2 separate regions of the Zea mays genome follow, and region 2 is linked to region 1. The links are chromatin contacts, called in public Hi-C maps. All regions are on one chromosome and are shown on one strand. Each heading gives the region's core, a stretch centred on a gene start, on an enhancer-like site or on the middle of the called end of the contact. The rest is flanking DNA. Distances are from core to core; before and after follow the strand shown.

What was found. A called contact is a pair of places that touch in the nucleus more often than the background predicts.
Region 2: a Hi-C map of tassel shows a contact between it and region 1, with 2.7 times the contacts expected there. The contact joins the promoter of LOC100283273 here to the promoter of LOC100283991 in region 1. A contact is called at or near these places in 3 of 25 Hi-C or Micro-C datasets (ear, leaf and tassel).

Annotation. Positions count from the first base shown.
Region 1 is chr1:154,799,325-154,802,472 of Zm-B73-REFERENCE-NAM-5.0, forward strand. It overlaps LOC100283991 (shikimate kinase family protein), which reads left to right and starts at 1,452. Exons shown (of 9, transcript NM_001156889.1): 1 at 1,452-1,605; 2 at 1,695-1,741; 3 at 1,869-1,923; 4 at 2,906-3,066. The coding sequence starts at 1,461.
Region 2 is chr1:155,031,031-155,034,350 of Zm-B73-REFERENCE-NAM-5.0, forward strand. It overlaps LOC100283273, which reads left to right and starts at 1,655. Exons shown (of 6, transcript NM_001156175.2): 1 at 1,655-1,950. The coding sequence starts at 1,781.

The DNA of each region.
Region 1 (3,148 bases), core at 202-2,701:
CCCTCACCCGCGTGGACGCTTGTAACCCCCTACTGCAAGCGCATCCGACCTGGGCGCGGGACGAACACGAAGGCCGCGGGATTTCCACCTCTCTCACGCCCGTCTCCGGCCACCTCGCTTCCCCCCTTCGCGCTCGCCCACGCGCTCGACCCATCTGGGCTGGGGCACGCGGCACACTCACTCGTCGGCTTAGGGACCCCCCGGTCTCGAGACGCCGACAACTCTCCAACCAAACAAAGAACCGAGCAGCTCTGCTTTATTGTACTCTTCAACCAAACAAAAATAGAGTAACTATGTTCTGCTTGTCAAACGGAGAATAGAACGGATCCATTCTAAAAACTAGAATGCAGTCGTTCTATTTTAATTGACTCCAACCAAATGCATCCTAAAATTGTCAGGACCCGCACTGTTACGTACCATGTGTTTGGTTGGCTGTATCAGGAGAGCTAGACTCCTCACATGCATTGACTACAGTTGAGCCCGTGTTTGGTTCGCTGTAGCTAGGAAGCTGGGCGCGCATGCACTGGTGCAGTCTAAGCTTATTTTATTGTATCCACATATGCACAAGAATCGGTCGTATCCCGCGGGACATGATTGGGCCTGCATGCGCTCGCGCATGCATCCAATCATACGTGTAGTGACTGTGTTCGCCTGAGGTCCTCTGTGCGGCATCCAGAGCCAGAGCGCATACCGCGGCCTGAGGGCTACAGCTAGGGGTGGAAACGAGCCGAGCTCGGCTCGGCTCGGCTCGGCTCGCTGCGGCTCGCTCATGTAACGAGTCGAGCTCGGCTCGGCTCGCCCATCTCACGAGCTGGAAAAAGCGGCTCGGCTCGGCTCGCTCCTGGCTCGCGAGCCGGCTCGCCGAGTCAACGAGCCTAGGCATAAAATTAAATCTGCTCTCTAAATTATAATATAAAATCTTAAAAATATTTTAAATAATATATTTTAAATTAGTAAAATAGATATATTACTAATATAATGTATAAAATAGATTATTTTTGTATAGTAATCTCAAATAACATAAATTAATTGTCTACTCGATATTAATATTATATGCTAATTAAGATTTTATGTAACAAATTGTTGTTGGGTCGAGCCACGAGCCAGCTCGCGAGCTGCACCGAGCCGAGCCGAGCTGGCTCGCTCTTTTCACGAGCCAGAAAAACAGGCTCGGCTCGGGCTCGTTCGGAGCGTCGAGCCGGTCCGAGCCGAGCCGAGCTGCTGCGAGCCCGAGCTAGCTCGTCGAGCTCGAGCTTTTTTTCCGGCCCTAGCTACAGCTAAGGCCAGGCCACTGGGCCTTTCGTGTTGGGCCATCCGAGACTGGAAAGTGGGGCCCACGAGGCGTATCGATCAAGCACCGTCCACTCTCACATCAAAGGCGGAGGTGAGCTCCTTCGGCTCTGCGCCTTTGCAGTTGCGGATAACGGGGAGGAGGCGGAGCGACCAACGGCACAGGCACCATGGCGATGCGAGCAGCTACAGCGGCGGCGACAGGCTTCTTCTCTCCATCCACCGTCCCTCCGAGGCGCTTCTCGTCCGTTACACCGCCGGCGTCACTCTGCACCGCGCGCTGCATCCAGCGTCACCGTCTCCGCGCCTTCCCAAGTACAGTGCTGCAATCTCTCCGTTCCTTCCTTTTGGTGTTCCCATTTCTCAATGTACAAATACCGCCTCTCTCACCATTCCCTTTGCAGGCTTGGAAATACCTCTAGAGGAACTCAACCCATCCGTCGATCTACTTGTAGGCTCCACCCTTCTCCCTCCCCCTGTTCCTGTCATATTTTATCTTCCTGTTATTGTTTTTAAATAATCGTTGCCCTACTTATGGACGGATTTTGCATGGTTTTCTTGGTTGCAATCTAATGCAGAGGAGAACTGCGGAGGCCGTTGGCGATTTCAGGAAAACGCCAATCTATATTGTTGGTATGCTTGTCAGCTTCCTTTGGAATTTTTTTTCCAGGGGATAGGGGGATTAAAAGGCCTCAGCAAACCAATCGTTAGCCACAACAATCAAATCTAGACACATTTTAAATTTCGTAACACAACAAACTAACCGACATTAATCTTAGCAGCCCAAAAGTAAGAAAACTGCTCGTAAAAAATGGGCTTGTTCTTGATCCAACCAACATTTTTTAGCCAACCTTAGGCATAGCCCAGGTCTTGGTTATGACAATCTTTCGGGAATAGATATCAATATGTGATGTGATCTTTGCTGTCATTATAATTGTTGTAATGGACATCGGACAGAATATTTTAAGTTGCCAAGATACAAATGTCAGGTCAGTATGCATCCAAACAGCACAAGAGAAAACAACTGATATTGGTGTGAGGACACTGTGGAATTCTAAAACTCATCAGTTTCTTTGACCACCACAATTTACAGCAAAGAATTTCTTCTGGATGAGAGTACGAGACAGAAGACAAGTTGCCAAACATTTTCTAGTTGAGTATCCAATACCTTCTGCCGTCATGGTGTTCCCACAGTTATGGTTGATCACCAATAGAATATTGATTTGTTGTTGTCTAGCTAAGTAATTGTAGTCCCAGACCCAGCCTACAATTTTCTGCCAGCCTACAATAGAATATGGTGTTTCCTACAGACCTTGCAAATTTGGTCGACATTACAATCCTTGACAGTGCCTATCCATTGTGACCACTTTGTTCTGCAGAAGGATCCACAGTTGTTTTTGAACTTGCATTTGTTTTCAACCTATGTCATCCACCATCCAAGCTTCTTTTTGTTGACCAACCAAACAATTGTGCCTCTTAAGCTGATTTCTCAGTAGTTTCCATGAGCAGATGAGCTCCAGGATGTCTTCTTTTCATGTGTTAAATTTGTGCCTTGGATAGGGGACCAAAGGTTAAAAAAATGCAGACACCGACTGGGTTGTTCCTTTATGCACAGGTACGGATTGCACAGCCAAGCGCAACATCGCCAAGCTGCTTGCGAATTCCATAATATACCGCTACCTCAGCAGTGAGGAACTGCTTGAGGATGTTCTTGGTGGCAAGGACGCCCTCAGAGCCTTCAAGGAATCTGATGAGAAGGGTTATCTTGAAGTCGAGGTGCTTTCCTTCTTTCTCCCTCATGTTTTTCTTACTAGTTTTCTTGCTCTAAATGTTACTGCCCCTGCATTACCTAGCACCA
Region 2 (3,320 bases), core at 405-2,904, 230 kb after region 1:
TTTGTCGTTTTCGTGTTATTTCATTATGTTTCTCTATGAAAACATTTGTCCCTTGTTATAATACTTCAAAGAAGTCTTAAATCAAGAGGGCGAATGTCTTTATATTTAACTTGTGTTGTCTTGATTTTCAATGACTTTAAGGAAATTGAAATCAAGTACCAATAGATGTCCCTCCATATATATGAGCTGAGGTGTGGGGTGGGGTGTTGGAGAGGTCTTTCATCCTAAATATCACCTTACGTGGGATAGGGGTGGGATAGGGGATGTTGGGGACCTTCGGCATCCGAAGGTGCTCAAAAACAGGATTTAACAGTATTTCTGGAGTATAATGTGTGAACAGGTATCTTCGGATTCAAGTCGGCATCACAGTAGACCAGAGTAATACGAAGGTTGATACAGCGCCGAAGGTGTGAGCAGGAAAGCTTCGGCGCGGCAGCAAAAAGTGAAACCGACTTAAAGATGAAAAGGCTATTTAGACCTCGACAGATTACTATAGAATTATTATCAAGTGTAAAGGGCATGAGTGTAATTTTGTATGGGTTGTGTCCCGTGCCTATAAATAGGTGAACAGTACCCCCGTACTGTTCACGCTGACTTGGCATTCGCTTTTTGCGTCACACTTGTACTATCATCTCCTTCCAGTTAAAGGTACACTTGTAATTCAACGATATTTTTGTCTATGCCTGATAATAATACATAATTGTTTATGTTGACTTTTACATTTCTTACATTTCATCCTTCGTAATTGTATAATAAAGTTATGAAGGTATGCCTTTCATAACCTTCGTCCAAGGATCATTATATCCTAAGGGAAATAATGCTTCGAAGGACGGAGGACTTTAACGATTAACATTTTCTATGTTGCCTTGTTCTTAACTCATAGCATTTGAGAACAAGTCCCCAACAGGGGAGACATGGGGGGCACCGTTGGAGGTGGTTTAACTCTGAAGGAGGAGTCGATGGACCATCCAAGATAGTGAAGGAAGAACAAGTGAGGTAAGAGAATCCGAGGAAGATAGAAGAGAGAAAGGCGAGCCATCCATTGGAATTAGATGTGAACGACGACGGGCTAGTGACGACGACATATGTACGTATTAAGCAGATGATGACAAAGGAAGGGAGGGTCACACGCGGATTAATATACTCTTTTGTGGTGCTAACAGGGTTGGTACAGTAAAAAGACACTAATGTAGATGGTGTAGTATGTGCCGTATTCTACGTGATTACGTAACATCGCTTGCTATGTTTAGGGCTTGTTCGTTTCTGTCGGATTGGTGGGTCGGAACGATTTCTAACCGGATTGCTTCTCTAATTTATATAAACTTTGATTGAGTGGAACGATTCTGGGTGCAATCCGACACAAACGAACAAGCTCTTAGGCTGACCAGCCGGTGCGAGGCGGAACGAGGTACTTTAACCGCGCTATATATATATATGACCAACTTTCGAAATAAATAAATAGGGACGTTATTTTTAGAAATAATTTTTAAAAGGTTAAAAATATAAAAAAGAATCTTCAGTGGCTGAGACCGAAAGAAAGCCGGAGCCCCTGCACGGCTCCACGCATTCGCACGCGGGCAGACGAGGCGAGACGGCTGCGTGGTGGGCCCCACGTGCAGCCTCACGAGCCGCGTCATGTCCCCAGATGGGGCTTCGGGCTTCGGCTATTACCTGGCGCGGAGAGGAGAGGGAGTGAGTCGAGATCCATTCCCAACTGCACCTGCGCGCCTCGACTGGTAGCCCGAACCCTAGCTAGCAGGTCGGAGGCGAGAGAGCAGCCATGGCGCGGTGCCTCGCGCTCGTCTCCCTCCTTCTCCTCGGCCTCGCCTCCGCCGCCTCCGCTGCCGATGCGCCCTTTGTCGTCGCGCACAAGAAGGTTTCGCTCTCCCGCCCCAAGCCGGGCGTCGAGCGCGTCGCCGTCTCCCTCGACCTCTACAACCAGGGATCCGCGTGAGTACCGCCGCTCCCCCGCAGCCCCCACCCCCGATCCGGTTTGTTGTTAATAGTAGTTTCCGCCGATCTGGTTTGTTGCTCGTAGTAGTTTCGCTTGCTCCTAGGTCCTGATCGGACTCTGTATGCCTTCCTTTTCTGGGCATTAGTATTTGAATTGACCTGCTTGGATCTGCGTCATGCGGTGAGCGAGTGATGCGAGGTTTCCTTGTTAAACCTCAGCCGGGGGATTTAATTTCCAATTTCCTTTTATCGCAGGTCCGCTAAATCTGAATGATATATTTGCTTAATTGCGTATAAGCAGCGAAGAATCGATAGTTTACAACCATCCCTTGCTCTTGTGCTTCTAGCCTATTGAATCTCAATCCTCCCAACCCGTTATGTAAACGGGAGCATACCATTACCGTGTGTGCTGCCCTTGCTTTTTTTTACTGCTAGATCAATAACTTGTTATCCTCAATTGTTAACTAACTAACTAAGCAATGGTTCTTGTGCATATGTGGTGCATGCTAATGGTTACCTAAGCAATTGTTTCAAGTCGTCCGATTAATCGCGATTAATCGTCCAAGTCGGTTTGGACCAATCACGACTAATCGCCCAAGTCATCCGACTAATCGTGATTAATCACGATTAATCGCCCTAGTTGGTCAGCCAGAATGACCAGCAAGTCGTCCGACTTGAAAACATTGTACCTAGGTAAACACTAATAGGGTATTTGGTTTGGGGAATGAGCTAGTCCATCATTTTCTCACTCACTTTTTTTGTTTGGTTTGTGGAATGGAATGAGTTGATTCATCACTACCTCATTCCTCATAGTTAGTTATAGTTAGTTAGTAATAATATGAGGAATGGGGTCATCCACCAAATTTGAGGAATGAACCCATGATGCACCATCTCATTTTGTATGGAGTGATTCCTAAAACCAAACACCCCCTAGCATTTTAGTCACTGCCTCCCAAGCGCTGGTGCTAACTTGCGTGTACCATTGTACATAGTTGTGTCACAAAGGAAAATGTTCATATGGTCCATATGGGACATTGCATAGTCTATTTTGTTTGCTACATCTTACTAGAATTTTTATGTTGTCATCATACTGATGGTTAATAATATCTTAGTTTGTATAAAAAAGATCTTTGCAATTTATTTCATACAGAAATTGATGCTTTGTCAGTTTCCCAAAGAGTTCACTCTTTGGTCTGCACTTGCAAAAGTAATGCACTTTCTATTCATTCGCAGAATTGTGTCAGGTTTGCTTTGGGTTTAAGGCAATTGGTACCATTGCAGTTGCATGCATTATATTTATACTAGCCATTTGTATGGGACAGCAAAATGTGTTGATTTGCTTGCCTAAAGATATCTTGCTTGTTCGG